Regions from separate parts of the Ovis aries genome. Here all the other regions are linked to region 1. Evidence: chromatin contacts called from public Hi-C data. All regions are on one chromosome and are shown on one strand. The core of a region is the stretch at or near the end of the contact, and the rest is flanking DNA. Distances in the headings are between cores, read along the strand shown. Region 1 holds the start of MFSD4B (major facilitator superfamily domain containing 4B). Region 2 overlaps FYN (FYN proto-oncogene, Src family tyrosine kinase). Region 3 holds the start of TRAF3IP2 (TRAF3 interacting protein 2).

The links. Hi-C and Micro-C count contacts between places; a contact is called where the count stands out from the background.
Region 2: a contact with region 1 is called in a Hi-C map of muscle, with 4 times the contacts expected there. The contact joins the enhancer-like site here to the promoter of MFSD4B in region 1. A contact is called at or near these places in 3 of 16 Hi-C or Micro-C datasets (muscle, skin fibroblasts and tail adipose tissue).
Region 3: a contact with region 1 is called in a Hi-C map of muscle, with 4 times the contacts expected there. The contact joins the promoter of TRAF3IP2 here to the promoter of MFSD4B in region 1. A contact is called at or near these places in 2 of 16 Hi-C or Micro-C datasets (muscle and skin fibroblasts).

Annotation. Positions count from the first base shown.
Region 1 is chr8:26,465,818-26,470,954 of ARS-UI_Ramb_v3.0, reverse strand. MFSD4B (major facilitator superfamily domain containing 4B) reads left to right here and starts at 2,640. Exons shown (of 5, transcript XM_004011484.6): 1 at 2,640-3,043; 2 at 4,731-4,899. The coding sequence starts at 2,861.
Region 2 is chr8:26,065,143-26,070,279 of ARS-UI_Ramb_v3.0, reverse strand. FYN (FYN proto-oncogene, Src family tyrosine kinase) reads right to left here. Exons shown (of 14, transcript XM_060419485.1): 12 at 4,981-5,134. Among named protein-coding and RNA genes, the nearest start is that of TRAF3IP2, 68 kb to the left of the region's middle. Within about 2 kb of position 2,274, at least 10 of the 54 cell types and tissues checked have an H3K27ac peak or open chromatin away from gene starts, as enhancers often do. A contact at or near this core is called in muscle and tail adipose tissue, where this site is marked.
Region 3 is chr8:26,133,016-26,138,152 of ARS-UI_Ramb_v3.0, reverse strand. TRAF3IP2 (TRAF3 interacting protein 2) reads right to left here and starts at 2,370. Exons shown (of 9, transcript XM_060419494.1): 1 at 2,252-2,370.

The DNA of each region.
Region 1 (5,137 bases), core at 1,391-3,890:
GTTCAGCACTGGCGCCCGAAGCCTGCTCCAGCCCATCTCCACTCATGATGAAATACAGACAGAAAGTACTTGAGGACTGTGAAAAGTCAACAAAGGAGCGGGGAATCGAGACTTAGAGAAAAGAAACCTGCAAGGCAATGAACTGCCTGGCTTTCCCTGCCTCTTTTTTCTTGTAGCTGTGTTCTGAGTAGCTAAAACTCTGATGGAAACCCCATCTTTCTGGTCCAACGAACTGAGAAATGGAGACTCTGTGGACTGGAAAGTGAGTGGGGAGGGGAGGAAGGGAGAGCTAGAAAAGGTGACCCCTAAAATTTGGTGTATGAACCATCTAAGCCCCTTGGGTTTGCCCCTGTGCATGTGAGAGGCCCCAAGCAGCACAGCAACAGCTCTGATGACTGGTCTGAGAGGTAAACCACTGCCCAAGTCTCAGATGATCCCGGGAATGCTGCATGTTCAGGACTGGCCCAGAGCAGCACAGCACGGACTTTGACAACTGAACTGAGATTGGCATCGTCACCCACAGAAGGCTATAGGAAACTTGCAGCCTGAACTTAACCAGGTTGATGGCCTGCTTAAAGAAACATTCTCCAGAGGATTTTAACAGGACCCAGAGTCTGCACAGTGTAACTGACATATGTCCAGGATACAATACAAAATTACCTGTCATACAAAAAATCTAGGAAAACGTGACCAAATTCCAAGGGGAAAATGACAAGCAATAGACACAAACTCTGAGATAACACAGTTGCTAGAATTTTCAAACACTCTAAAGCAGCTATTATATGCTCCAGGAGGTAAAGATGAATGTAAAGATAGGCATCTTTAGCAGAGAAAAAGAAACTATGAAAAAGAACCAGGTGGAAATTTTGAACTGAAAAGTACAATAACTGAAATAAATTCACTGGATGGGTGCAACATACTTGAAGATAAAGAAATCAACAGTGCTTATCTAAACTCAAGAGGTGCTGCTGCTAAGTTGCTTCAGTTGTGTCCGACTCTGTGCGACCCCATAGATGGCAGCCCACCACGCTCCCCTGTCCCTGGGATTCTCCATGCAAGAACACTGGAGTGGGCTGTCATTTCCTTCTCCAATGCATGAAAGGGAAAGTGAAGTCGCTCAGTCCTGTCCAACCCTTAGTGACCCCATGGACTGCAGCCCACCAGGCTCCTCCATCCATGGGAGTTTCCAGGCAAGAGTACTGGAGTGGGTTGCCATTGCCTTCTCCAAAACTCAAGAGCCGAGGTGGAAACAATGGCTAGGAAAAAAAAAGGAACATGAGCAGCAAGGACCTTTGTGACTGTATCAAAAGGTTTAATGTATAAGTCATTAAGAGTCTCAGAAGGAGAAGAGAAAGAAATGGAGGCAATCTGGATTTGCCCTTACCAATTTGGACCTAATCTACCTCTCCCATATCATATCTTATTCTTTTTAATATATATATATATGCCTTTTGTTTCAACCCCATGAAACTTAGAGACATATTCCCTGACTCTGAAATCTAAAATGGGTTCTCTTAAGTCATAGCACCTGTACTTTCTGATGTACATGGGGAAAGTACTTAATGACCAAATCAATGAAGCTGGGCTGCAAGGGAAATGATGACACTCAGGTGTGGTATAATTGGGAGCCTACCGTGGATGAGCTAAGGATTAATTAGGTGGAAAAGAATACTCCAGATAGACAACAAAGAGAAATACACTTTTGGTCTGTCTGGTCAAGGAGCAAAAGGAGACAAAAAACTAAAGTGGGATACAGAATATAAAGTTTTTCCTTTTCCGCTGGTATAATCTTATCCAGTTCAGTGCTTAATGCTCAGTCGTCTCCGACTCCCTGCGACCCCAAGGGGTGCAGCCGGCCAGGCTTCTCTGTCCATGGAACTTTCCAGGCAAGAATACTGGAGTGGGTTGCCAATTCCTACTCCAGGGGATCTACTCAGCCCAGGGATGGAACCTGCGTCTTAATTCGGGGATTCTGCAAATCGATGCCCTGCTCCACTTCCTTACAACAGTGGAAATATTTGTAGAGATTGGGGCGAGAGTGTGCTGGAAACCGCAGCTTTGGCTCCAGATTTCTTTTTTGAGCTAGTATTACACTGTTTATGAACAGCCACTGATTCGCTCACTGACCTTGGGCAAGTTGTTACTATGACTCCACCCTCCTATCTGTAAAACCAGGATAATATGGAATTTAGAGTGTTGTTAAGAGGATCAATTGAGATCATACACGTGAAGTTTACATACTGGCTCAACAAATGTAGAGTGACAGGTGAACGACAGAACTCAAAGGAACTAGGGCAGAACTTTTGTAAACTTGCATAAGAGAGAGATCTTGGGGGTTCCCTTGGCCCCACCCGCCCGCCCCACGAGGAGACCCAGGGAGCGGGCGCGAAGCCATACCTTGCGTTTCTCGGCCAGCAATTCCTCGTGACGGCTCGGCTGCATCTTACCTCCTAACTCGTCCCAAGCTGCAGCTTCAGCTCGCTCCGCCACGGGGCGCCCGCCTGCAGGGCCTCTGTGGGCTCAGCTAAGTGTGATGCGGAGGCCTGAGAGAGACGTCGGGTCTCCTGGGCAACCACATCAACTTCCGGTTTGGGGAGAGGCCGCGGTTGGCGAGAGGCCACATTTCCGCCATGTGATCTGCGCAGGCGCCCTGCGTGAGGGAGGGCGCGCGGCCGCAGCCTGCGGCGGCCGGCGCGTCTCGAAGTTCGACTCCTCCGCGCGGACTAGGGCCACCCCCGGGGAGGTGGCGCCAGCCGGGACCGCAGGCTCTGGAGGCACGAGGCCGGGGCAGGGTGCCGAGTTCCCGAGGCTCCGCTGAGAAGCCGAGCGGTAGCGAGACCGCTGCTCGGGAGCCGCCACGATGGAGCTGGAACTGGAACCCTGTGGGGCCGGGGCCCCGGCTGCCGGGCAGCGGCTTCTCCAGGCCGAGGCCCCGGCGGACAATGAGCCGGAGGCAGTGGTGGGTTCCCGGCGGAGCGGCCGGGCAGACAGCATGCTGCGCTGGTTCATCACCGTCCTCCTGTGTGCCGCCTTCCTGGGGCTGGTGAGAGCCGGGGCTGGAACCCTCCCAAACCGAGACGAGGGCAGACGTTCTGCAGAGAACGCGGCCTTCTGTGCTCTTGTCTCCGCCGCTTGCAGACTCCGTGACCTTGGGCTCATCCATCTGCCTGAGCCTCAGTTTTGCAGTCTGTAAAATGGGCACAATTGCGATTTTTCGAGAAATATTGTCAAGTGTAAAATAGATTTTCGTAATATATAATGTCATCCAGTTCCAGCAAACCTTTCTACCTCTCCTCTGTGGGGTCAGGAGAATGCAAGAGGAGTCGCCAGGTCTATAGCCGCTCACCCAACGCCCAAATTATTGCACAAAGCTGCTTTACTGGGTTCTTGTCTTCGTTTGACTGAATTGACCCCTTATTCTTGCATATGGGAAAATAGACCCAGACAGGAAGAGTGACTTTTTCGGACCACACAGCCGGTTAAGTGGTTGAGCCAGGAATGTTTCCTAGTCTGCCTATAATCTTACGTAAAACAAATTTTCTGATCCTTGAATGTTTTTCCCAGAACAAAGTGCAAGGCTAGTTTAGCCTTTTGCCAAACGTCTTGGCCGTCGTTTTCTGGAATAAGGCGGTTACTTTATTCCAGAAAACTTCCCTTAGTAGCTTGTCTTAAATATTGGGGTCTTGGGGAGTTGGGAGGGTGAGTTCTCTGAGCTGTCACTTCTGGCCACTTACTATCTTTCCCTGAGGTACAGTTAATTCTTAGAGTATTTGTATTCGAAGAAAAGTCAATGCAAACGCCGTTCCTCGTCCTGTTAAATGCGTTGCAGGTGGGACTAATTTGGTTACAGCGGGGGCACTGCCTTCCGTTCATGTATTAGTCGCTAACTCTGTGCCTGTGCCCGCGTCCTGGGAGGGGCTACATCCAAGCGTTTAGGGCAGAGTCGTGCAATTAGAAGCCCTTATTCTTGAAATGTAGACCGATTGGAAACATTTTTTTAAGTGTCCAAGGAATTTCCTGTGAAAGCCAAATGCAGCCCCTAATTTTTGCTAAAATTGCAAGTCTTTGAATAAAATTTCGTTTTTAAATCCGGTGCATGCAGGTGTATGTAATATTGTCTAAGAAAGCCTTACAGACGGTACCCCTGAGGCTGGTTTTCTTTGAAGAAAAGTTTAGATTGGGAAACGTTCAAATTGTTTCTCTCTTCATGTTTTATACGTATAATTTTAAAGAATGACCCTATGTACATCCAGCAGTTCTGCTGTTTTACCAGCATCAAAAATGGGATACTGTTTTGATGGCTTGAAAACTTAAATTTTTAGTGTCACAATTCTTGTGTTATTTGTGCATGCAATGTGTTTCAGACTACTTAAAACTTTCAAAGACGTTTTTTAATGTTACATTTTACTGTCAATAGAAATACTGTAGTCTTTTCTGGTATTGTTCAAAAAGGAAGCCGAATTGCACCAAAAAGCTAAAAGACTTAATTTTTTTAAAGTTCAATTTGAGAGTTGTCAGGATGAGAAAAACCATAGGATTTGACACACCAGAAATAGTCTGTAGCTCTAGTAGTACTATTAGTAGGTTCATTATGAATTTAACTGTGGGACTTAACCTCATACCGTCTGTTGAAGTCCCCTCCTCCCTTTTTAATAGTGAAAAAAGCTACCACATACATAGACATTATTTTATTGATTGTAAATAAAAACTTCTGTCTTTTTGAATTTTAGGGAATGAGTGTTGCTATACTGGGACCCACGTTTCAAGACTTGGCAACGAATGTGAACCGCAACATCAGCAGTCTTTCTCTGATTTTTGTGGGCCGTGCCTTTGGATACCTGGGTGGCTCTGTGATTGGTGGAGTTCTTTTCGACAGTATGAATCATTTTCTCCTTTTGGGTGAGTAAACGACAGTTTCAGCTTCTTTGAGACTTTCAAGGAATTTACAGTTTGCTTTAAAATATGAAACATACTGGCTTGCAGAATGGTTGACAGCTTAAAAGTAGTGTTTAGACATCCTCACTGAAAGCCAGGTTCCTCTGCTGCCCGCTCTCATCTTGGCAGTTGCTTGGAATCTGGGCTGGATGCCTCTGGAAGTTTAGATGAGTACTAGTGTGTTAGCGATCCTTAGCCCTCC
Region 2 (5,137 bases), core at 1,025-3,524, 400 kb after region 1:
AAAAAGTTCAGGTTACAAGAATGGTTTATATTTCATAACCCTCCAACAGCTTTTATAGAGAGCCCATTTAATTCTCACACTAATTATGTGAGGTAATTATTTTTATTATCTCCATTTTACGGATGCTAAAAAATGAGGCTCAGAAAGGTTAACTGATTTGCCTGGGGACACACCAACCTTGTAAGAAATAGCTAGTTCAAACTCGGGCTTCCTGACTGCCAGCCACAGCTTCCACAGCCTCACCATGCTGCCTTAGTGGCCTAAAGAGAAGTAAAACCCTACACAACACAGGGACTATGTATTCTATCTTTAAAGATAAGGCCACAAAACCTGCTGGGCAGTACAGGTCTGTCCTAAGACCAATTCCACTACTAGAACTATACCCAGAAGAGAGGAGGACATGAGCACCACCACAGCAGCTACTTTCATAAAGTCTCCCAGTTAGAAATACCAGGAGAATGGATACATGGACCTATCTGTAAATGGACTACGACTCAGCAAAGAAAAGGAAGGACCTACTGTTTTACGCAGCAACATGGATGAATCTCACAATGACGCAGAAGAAACCAGACACAAAAGACTGGTACTGAATGATTTGTTTATATGAAGATCAGTTACAGGGAAAAGGAATCTCTGGCGGCAGAAGTAAAACAGGGTCTACTTTTGGGAGTGCTGACTGTCTAGAAGGGGATGAGGAGGTCTTTAGGGGGCTGGCAGTGTTTGTTATCCTCATCTGTGGGTAATTTCAAGGGCATCCCCATATGTAAAAATTCCCTGAGTTGTATACTTCAGACCTATTCATTTTATTGTACATATATTATGACTCAATAAAAAAAATGTGTCCACAAAAGCAAATCATTCTGATACGTAAGCTATGTCTATCTGAGCTTGTTAGGTTTAAATCAGTATTCGTCAGCACCGAGCTTCCTAAAAGCTCAGGAAGAAACTTTTTTTCAAGAATTCTCGCATGGTCTGTCTGTGTGGGACCTCTGGGGAACTGGTGGCAGGAGGGGCTGTGATCAGACCTCAAGGGAGGGTGCAGGCAGCATGGGGGTGAGAGGCCATGGTTGGCTGAGGGGTGGTGATGTGGGGAGGAGTCCTCAGAGGTGAGGACCCGTGGCCATGGGACCGGGTGAGGGCACCCCCACTGACCTCTCTGGGCTTGGACATCAAACTCGGCCACAACTACCTTAAGCTCAACAAATCCCAAACCAAACCAAACTCACCCTTGTTCTTGGAAAAGAAAACCTTCCTGACTCACTCACGCCTGTTGCTGGCAACTGCATCGTCATGACCACTCATATCTGACCACAGGGAATTAGCTCTGATCCTTCTCTCCCTTTCCCGGATGGTGGCTGGGCCTTTCCACGTGTCTCTGGCCAATCTGGAATTTGTTTATTCCTCAAGAACTTAGTCTTGTCCAGACAGAATAACAAGAGTCCTTTTTGTTTACCAGTTGCTACATGCCAGGTACTGTGCTAAACAATTTACATGTGCTGTTTCACTTAATCTTTGCAAAAACAAAAGCACAAAACAGGGAAAATATGTTTCCACTTTACAGACAAGCAAGCAAAGGTGTGGAAAAGTTAGGTAATGTGCCCAAGGCCCCAGAGCTGGTGGGCGATGGGGTGGGTTTCAGATCTCATCTGACTCCATGCTGGCAGCTTGCCCCGGTTTAGTCTTTGGCTTCTTTCGCTCAGGAGCTCCTATCAAAGCCCCTTCACTTTGAAGGGCACTCAAATAATGACGGTTGCCATTACCTGGAGATCCAGATTGGACAGAAGACCTAACTGCTGTCACTGGGGGACATGCAGAGGTAAGAAAATGAATGATACCAAATGATTGCTAGTTGCCTCCAGAATGCTACTGGCAGAGGACCACCATCACCAACTCTGGGCCTGGTCTTGACCTTCTCCCTGATACGGGGCTGCCGCTTACAATCCAGTGGGGCAGGGAGGGGAAGACAAAGGAACTCAGGAGCAGCTGTTTAACCCAGGTCCCAAATCCCATTCTGCAGGTGCCTGGGGAAATGCCAGCTCATCCACCAGATAGGAGGAGGGAGAGACATTTCAGCGAGCCCTTAGATGGGAACCTCACCACTGTGTTGAGAAACAACAGTTACCCACAGTCTGAAAATACCTGTGATCGGCACACACTTCTCAACACTGCCCACACTTCCATAAACAAGATGCGGCCTGGCTGAGGCCTGTGGGGAACATAAAACCGGGCTTATAAATATTTTCAGGCACACGGAGCAGCTGTCTGGAAGCACTGACTAATTCCCTGCAGAAACTTCAGCATGAAGCATGCATGCCATCTGCAGAGCACGCCAGTGGATACACACTGGGCCCTTCCTGCCTCGTAAAGCGGCCTGGGCACAGGGCAGACCCCTGGAGGTGTTCTGTAAACAGCTGGGCTGACCTGGAGCTAGCAGATGAAGGTCTTCCAACTCCCCTCATATGCACTTTAGAAGCTGCCTCTTAAAAGTGCTTCTATAAAATAAAGGGGAAAAGGAGCTTATGACTAATCCTCTCAATTTTTAAATTTTTCTCTTCTTTCAATCACTGTCCTGATGAGAGACAGTCAGCATAGCATAAAAGGGTAGATGCAACAGGACCAGCCATGCCTGAATCCAAATGCTGACTCTGCCCCTTGACTAGCTGTGTGGCTTTGTCTGTTACTCAGCCTCTCTGAGCCTGTATCTATCTTTCCCACTCCACTCCTCACATTTGCCCGCTTGGACCTGGCACTGGGTAGGTTTCCTATAAACACCCCTGCTCCTTCTTTGTCCTCTGTTGCAATATTTCTTTTATTCTCCTGGCCAGTCCCAGGGCCTCAGTCTTTGTTTTTTCCTCCCCAGTTTAATTCTCTAGTCCATAGGGTTGCAAAGAGTTGGACATGACTGAAGCAACTTAGCACACAGAAGATACTTGTAAAAGGGAAGAGAGAAGAAAAAAGAATTGGAAGAGGGAAGGGTGGAATATTCTATTTGGAAATTAAGGGTGTGAAGCTGGCCCTCTGAAGGGCATCAGGACAACATCTGGGAAGGTGATGGAGCTGGAGAGGACACCACCAGAAAGACAATCGGGAGGAAGGCAGGACAGGAGGGCTGGGGTTCAGGGCAGCCGCACAGCCCTGCTCCACAGCAGCAGCACACTTTGAGGGGACTGCAGCGAGGGCTCCTGACGTGCCTTCCCCCAGACGCCAATCACCCAGGGGCACAGCCTGGGCATCTCACCCCATGAACTAAACACCCAGCCCTGTCAACAGCACCCCTGCCAGCACGCTCGGGCTTCAGGCCCTGCCAACGTTCTCATTTATTGATGACTCAAGTGTGCTAATGACAAATTCCAGACAGTCCAGAGCCTGGGGGAATGGGAGAAACAAATCCTGAACTGCTCCCTCCAGCCCCAAAACACTCACACACAGAAGCATGCTGACGCGACTCACTCCTTCCTAAACCAAAGACTCATGTCTCTCAACCTTCACCCGCTCGCCTCTCCTTCTGGGTCTGTGAGCTGGGATCTGACAGGTTTGCCTCGGGGTAAACTCTCTCATTTAGGGCCAGGTCTCAGACCCGGGGGCACTTCAGACCCTCTCAGCTCATCCTGACTAAAATCGTGCCCAGAGTCCTCTCTGGACTGCAGCGCCAATCAAAGCTGCCCACGTGCCTTTGATTAGTGATACGGCATACCATCTGGCCCTGCACTGTGTGTGTGTGCGTGTAAGTGTGTGCATATGCACATGTGCATGTGTGTGATGAATGGGCATGCTCAAAGTGTCGGCCTTTGGCTCCAAGACAAGAACTGCCACATGTTGGGGAAATTCAAATAGCCGAGCTGTCTGACCGACATGTAATTTAGCCGACAGTATCTGTAGTGGCCGACAGTATCTGTAGTGGCAGGGTCTTAGTTTAGCATTTTTTCCCCTCATCGCTTGAGACTGCCAAGAAGGATAAAAGGAGGGAAAAACTGGCAAGAAATGAAAGAATTAGAAAAGAAGGCGAGAAAGAAGAAGTGCAGAGCTAACTATTACAACCTCCAGTAGATAACACCGCCCTGTAACCTATTCCAGTCATTGCTCAGCCTTGCTCAGAATGACTGGGTTTTGGTTAAGAACAACAATGAAGCTGACCCCTCTTCCTTCAGACATGTTATGTTCACCATGAAGAGCCTATGTTCCATTGCAAACTGTACACTTAATTCCACACATTTACCCTTTGACCACTGTGTAAAGTTCTGGAAGAAAGGAAGTAACCCTGGGAATTCCTTCTCTCCTAGCTAGTACCCTAGAAGAACCTGAAAAGTTGTCCCACTGGAGTGGCTGTTGGTTTGAGATGTATTTTATCTGGAGGCTGATTTCTATAAATCTTCTGAAGGGTGGAATGGAGGGGGATGATTCAAGGAAGTAGAGCTTTTCGAGTGACTCTTGTTCTCTCCTGTTGGCCCTCTAGATCCCCTCTCTACCTGTCTTCTCCCTTCTCGGGGCCCATCTGGACTGTCAGTGGCTCCTTTGACTGCTGGCTCTAGTTGGGCTTGGCAGGAGACCTGTAGGAGGGCTGAAGAGTGAGCCTGGGCGTGACTCCCCCAGAGGCCTGTCTCAGCCAGTGGTGGTCTCCACGCACAGCTGCTCGCTCTTAGTTCTGGAGCTGTTACAAGCTCTGGGAGGCCGCATCACGCCCTGCTGGTTTTCTTAAACCCTGCCTGCGCTGTCGCAAATAACTCCTTTATTAAATTCTCCAGTGAGAGTGCCTTCTGTTTTGGCTGAGACTCTGACGGAATGATGAGCGGCTTCCTCACCCTCTCCTCGAAAGGCAGAGGGTCAACTGAACCCACTACGGTCTCCCATCTGCAGTGCGGTCAGATTCCTGCCAGATCAAGAAGGAAAAACCCAGCTGAAGAATGACATTCTGAATATTTTCTGGAGGAAAGGAGGGAAGGGATGTGCAAGATCACGAGCCTTCCTCATTCAAGCGCCCACCTTGTCTTGCCGTGTACTCATTGTCCTCGATCAACCTGGCCAATCCGAAGTCAGCGATCTTGCAAATTAGTCCATTCCCCACGAGAATGTTTGCTGACCGCAGGTCTCTGTGGATGTAGTTCATGCGCTCGATGTACGCCATTCCCGCGGCAACCTG
Region 3 (5,137 bases), core at 1,121-3,620, 330 kb after region 1:
AGCATTTGGAAGTCACTAGCTCCTTAATTTTGAGAAGCAGGCTTAAATATTTTCCATCTTTGAACCCTCCCAAAGTGAGTATCCTGAGTTAACAGTTTTCTCCCCAACACGCCCAGACTTCACGCTTAGTCAGCTCACCCCAAGCACCGAGCGAAGCAGGGGCCGCTCCATCACAAATGACACAAGATGAAGAATGTCTGTGGGTGGTCTTTCTGGGTCAAAGCTTGGCTGGCAGCAAACTACAGTTGGCTTGATTTCAGATAATGGTGCATGTTATTTGAAAATAAAAATCAGTAACGCATCACAGGTGAAACATCTTGAAATTCCTGTCCTCTCATCCCAGGATGAGAGAGATAGCTATCTGAAAGCATGATGAGGACCATAGCAGGGCCTTCATATTCCACAGAAACAGCTGAGCAAAACCAAAAGCCCTGAGTCGGCCCATCCCACTCAGCCAGGGCCTGTGTGAACTGTATGGAGGGAGAGAATTAGCTCAAAAGAAACAATGATTTTTTTTTTTTTTAAACAAAGTAGTGGTTTGGAAAAGGTTAAGAATTCAGGGTGTTTACCATCTAATAATGTGTCTGATCCTAGTCATCACCCTTACATGGTATCAGGATGTGCCTCACAGCTTCCTTTCACCTCCCATTAAAGGCCCCACACAAAGTGACTGGTCTAGCCAAGGAGTCATTTCCAGCTCCAGCTAAGTCAGTAACACAGCCTTTTGGAGCCAGGCCTGTGTGCCAGCTCTCTGGCGCTGCCTGGACTCTGTGGGCAAGTGCACAGGCCATTTCTTCCTGGGTAACCCAAATGGGACATAAACTAATTCAAGAAACCCCCTGTGTTCTATTTAACTTGAGTCAAAAATTATATCTAAATTCCAGGCAGCTCTCCCACACAGCCATGCGGCTGCCCAGTACCCTCCTCTACCCACCCCCAGCCTTTCACCCAGGCTAAGGCTTCACCTTTTATAGATGAGTGAAACGAATCAGAGCAGTTTATGTGGAAGAAACCTGAGCGCCCCTGAGGTGTCTGATAGTATTCTGAGTGCTAGAGGGTAAAGAAGGATTAAGTCCTTTTCCTCCAGGGACTATCTAGTAGGATAGGTAAGATTAATATATTTGAATCATCAGTAAAAAAAAAACACATATCTTCTGAGACCGCCCACTATGGCTGCCCCTCTGGGATTTTCATCACCGACGCCTTATTTTCTTAGAAGTGAATTTCAACATAATCTTAGCTCACCACCCCCATCCACATTTTACTGATGAAGAAATCCAGGCCTGAGTCAAAAAAAAAAAAGAAGTAAATTGCCTAAGTCACAGAGTTGCAATGGCAACCCACTCCAGTACTCTTGCCTGGAGAATCCCAGGGAGCCTGGTGGGCTGCCGCCTATGGGGTCGCACAGAGTGGGTCGCGACTGAAACGACTTAGCAGCAGCAGCAGCACAGAGTCAGCAAGCAGAGGAGGGAGAATCTGAAACCAAGTTTCAGGTCCTCTGTTTTTATTATTTCTTTCCCTGTTCATTTAAAAATATCCCCCTATACTAAGAGACCATCTTGAACTTGACAGTCACATGAAGCTTGATAAGCTTCTAAGAGCAAATAATAGCATTTCTCTCCCTGTTTTTTCCTAAAGGCTCAGGCCGGCTGTCTGTGCCAGCAAATGCCTGGGCGGTGTGGGAGGGTGGAGGGCTGGGGCAGAGGGGCTGGCAGAGCCATGGCCAGCACGGAACAGGGCTGGACTTCCTGGCTCAAGAACAGGGTGTTGGTTTTTTCCCCTGAGTGAAAGAGGGATCAAGAAAACTCGGGAGTTCTCCTTCCACCTCTGCCACTGATGCATCGTGGGGCTGGAAGCCAAACTCTTCATTTTTTATTTCCCCGGCTCCCTCCCTGGAGAAGGGGGGTGAGGGAGGGAGAGGGGGGGACGTCTTCTTCATCAAAACTCGTGGGGACACTAAGTCCTCAAACACAGGGGTGTGTGTGTGGGTGTAGATGTCTATTCCTCAAAGAGTTAATCTTCGCTCTCCTGTCTGAAATACTAAACCACTGGCCCTGTCTCACAGCCGACACGTAGCTGTCATGTTCTAAGCCGGAGCTGTCTCTCTGTACACGAACCAACAAATGAAAGGTGGGGAGAGGCAGGCGGAGGAAAGTGAGACGGCACTTTCGGTAAAGGAGAAAACATTGTTTTGGAAAATGGATCAGAAGTTAAGAAGTAAGGTTGGTCAGGTGACAACTGAAGCACTTACCTTAGAGCTGCCAAGGACAGACAGACCGGTGGTCACGCTCTCTCCTTCTCGGGGCCTCTCTACCTTGGGTTGCTCCAGGCCTCCCTGCACCCTCTCCCGGCCCAGGTAAGCCGTGGAACAGGCTCCGAAGCAGGAAGTGGAAGCTGTATGCAAATTTCTACCGAGGCTAGGAAGCCTCTGCTCAAAAATCTCCCTGTGGGCAGTGAATCAACAGCCGCTGAGAAGTCACTTTACTTCTTAAAACAGAAACCTTCATTCACTAGAAAAGGCCACTAGCCAATTAGGCTGCTCTTTTTTTTTTTTTCCCCATCACCCAGCTAAGTAACTGCTGAGGAATGTTCCCTGAACCTCAGGGTTGTCGAAGCACCCAGGCCTGAGACGATGCCCGGGGAGGGTTGGTAAGATGGGTTACTCATTAGCAGCTCCCGAGCAGGAAACGGGTGGGGCAGATCGTGGGGAGGAGTATGGAGCAAAACTTCTTACTGTCTCTAACTGTATTTACTGCTCTTAATCACAAAGGGGGGACTCACTGCCCATTCCCCGCCCCCACCCCAACCACCCCAACACACACATTCCTTACCCCATCCACAGGCATGAAAAAGTGACTATTTTTAAGAAAACACACACACACACAGTCTTCCTCTGGCTGCATTTTTCATGTCCTCGAGTTCATTTCTTCATCTTTCCTTCTTGTTTAATCGGTGCCTACAGAATTTGTTGCTGAGGGAGACCCTAGAAACAGGAAGACCAGGATGGCAGACCGTAATGAGAGCTGTGGCGGCCAGCGGTGGCCAGGGTGTGAGCTCAGTTACCCTCTAGCCAGCTGGGTGTGGGCAGGTGGACTATGCTCCAGCTGCTCTGCGTGGCTGGTTGAGTCCTGAGGGTCAGCCCATTACCCTGGTCATCTCGCTTTTGCCAATAGATATGACAGATAAATACATGTATGTGTATCTATATACATTTATTCACTGTTGTTTCTAACACTTATCACTGTGCCCAGAACCTAGTAGGCAAGCACGACATAACTGCCAAATGACCAAAAAAAATGACAGAAATGTCTGGAAGAAGGCATATCAAACTATTAAGTAGTGATCGCCTCCAGGAAAGAGGGTTGAGGGAATGGGTGAGAATGGAAGGCTTTTATCCTAGTCATTGCATAAAATATGTATACTATACATATATTGGGGGCTTCCCTGGTGGCTCAGTGGTAAAAAAGTGGTTAAAAGAAAAAAGTGGTAAAAAAGCTGAGATGAAGGAGACACTAGAGTTGCAGTTTCGATCCCTGGGTGGGGAAGAGCCTCTGGAAGAGGAAACAGCAACCCACTCCAGTACTCTTGCCTGGAAAATTCCGTGGACAGAGGAGCCTGGTGGGCTACAGTGCATGGAGTCACAAAGAGTCAGACATGACTGAGCATACAAACACCAACATGTCTATATTAGATTCCTGTCCCCACAAGGGCGTGGTACTTCATTCATTAAAAAAAAAAAAAGATTTAAAAATTGCACTTCTTACCTTGGCCTTGAGTTTTCTCCCTCAAAATTATATTATAGGCTTTTTTTAGTTTAGGGGAAAATAGTGCTTTTTTGTATGGAGCTGTTGGTACCAGGATACTTTGAAAAAGCTATCACTATTAGGAGATGAGAATAGAAAAGAGTGACAAAAGGAGAAAAAAAAGAGGGAGAGCAAAGAAAGGGTGGGGTGAAGACAGTTTTCATTTCTTTTAGATGCCTTTAAATGGATTGGGAAAAGCCCAGAAGACGCTCCTGTCAACTACTGCCTTTGGAGTACAGCCCATCAGGAAGAACAAGAGGAATCTTTTTTTCTAGTTCTCCCACCAACCGTTTCCCCAGATGTGAACCTAAGGGCCCTGCAGGGAGATACCAAGCACTGCAGGGCTGCTCATAATTGCTGGTGGCTGGGCCTTCCTCTGGGTCAGTTTATCCTGAGCAGAACAGCAGCACTTGAGGAAGGAGTTAACGGTTCCTACTTAGGAGCCCTTGCTGGGATCCCACTGAACAGCAGCCTGCGGATGTGAACAGTTTAGAGAGGAGGTCCTGAACACTAGAAACTGCTGTCTGAATATGCCTGTGACAGTTAGTCAAATATGGATGTCAGGGGAAATGTCAGGGAGCGCCTGGGAAATGAACACCTCCAGCCCTGCAGGAGACCCTGCTGGTGTTCTCCGGCTGATACACACAGCCCTTTGGCTGCCCCCACAGAAGAGGAACTCTTCACCCAGGAACTACCATACAGTACTTGTTAGTGTATTTAGTCCTCCAAAAAGTCTTGGAGATGAATTTACTCCTGTCATTCCCACTTGACCTTTAAGGAATCTGGAGCTCGAGACAGAGTCACTTCTAAGGTCACATAGCTAGTCTGTGGAGAAGAATTCCAGAACTGTCTCACTTCCAGTAGGTGGATATTACCTCCCCTTCCTCGGTCGCCCTGCTGAAGTCTGCCCTTCCTATGTGTTTGGGTGGAGCACACAGAACTTGCTTTCTTTGCACAACTCTTGACAATTTAAGAGAGGGGGGATAAAGGTGTAAGTAATAAAAGGATGGATCTGAAACTGTGCCAGTTAGCATGGTGCTGTGTTTATGCAATGCCGGCTGCTGTATACACAGTAGCAGAATACTCAGGAGGCAGACCAGCCTTCTTGTTCTGGTCCAGGAGGCAGGATAGGTGTTTGCCAGGCTCTAGAGTCTCTCTGTATTCTTGCATAATTAGATAAAGGCCAGCTCTTCCCACCTTTGTAAACAAAACCATTTAGACCTAATGCTCTGGACTCACTATACTATGGTTTTAACCCACGAAAAGAGAGGCAAAGATGAAAAGATTCATTCCTTGGACAAACCTTTTCCATCTTTAAACGCTATGATTTTAAG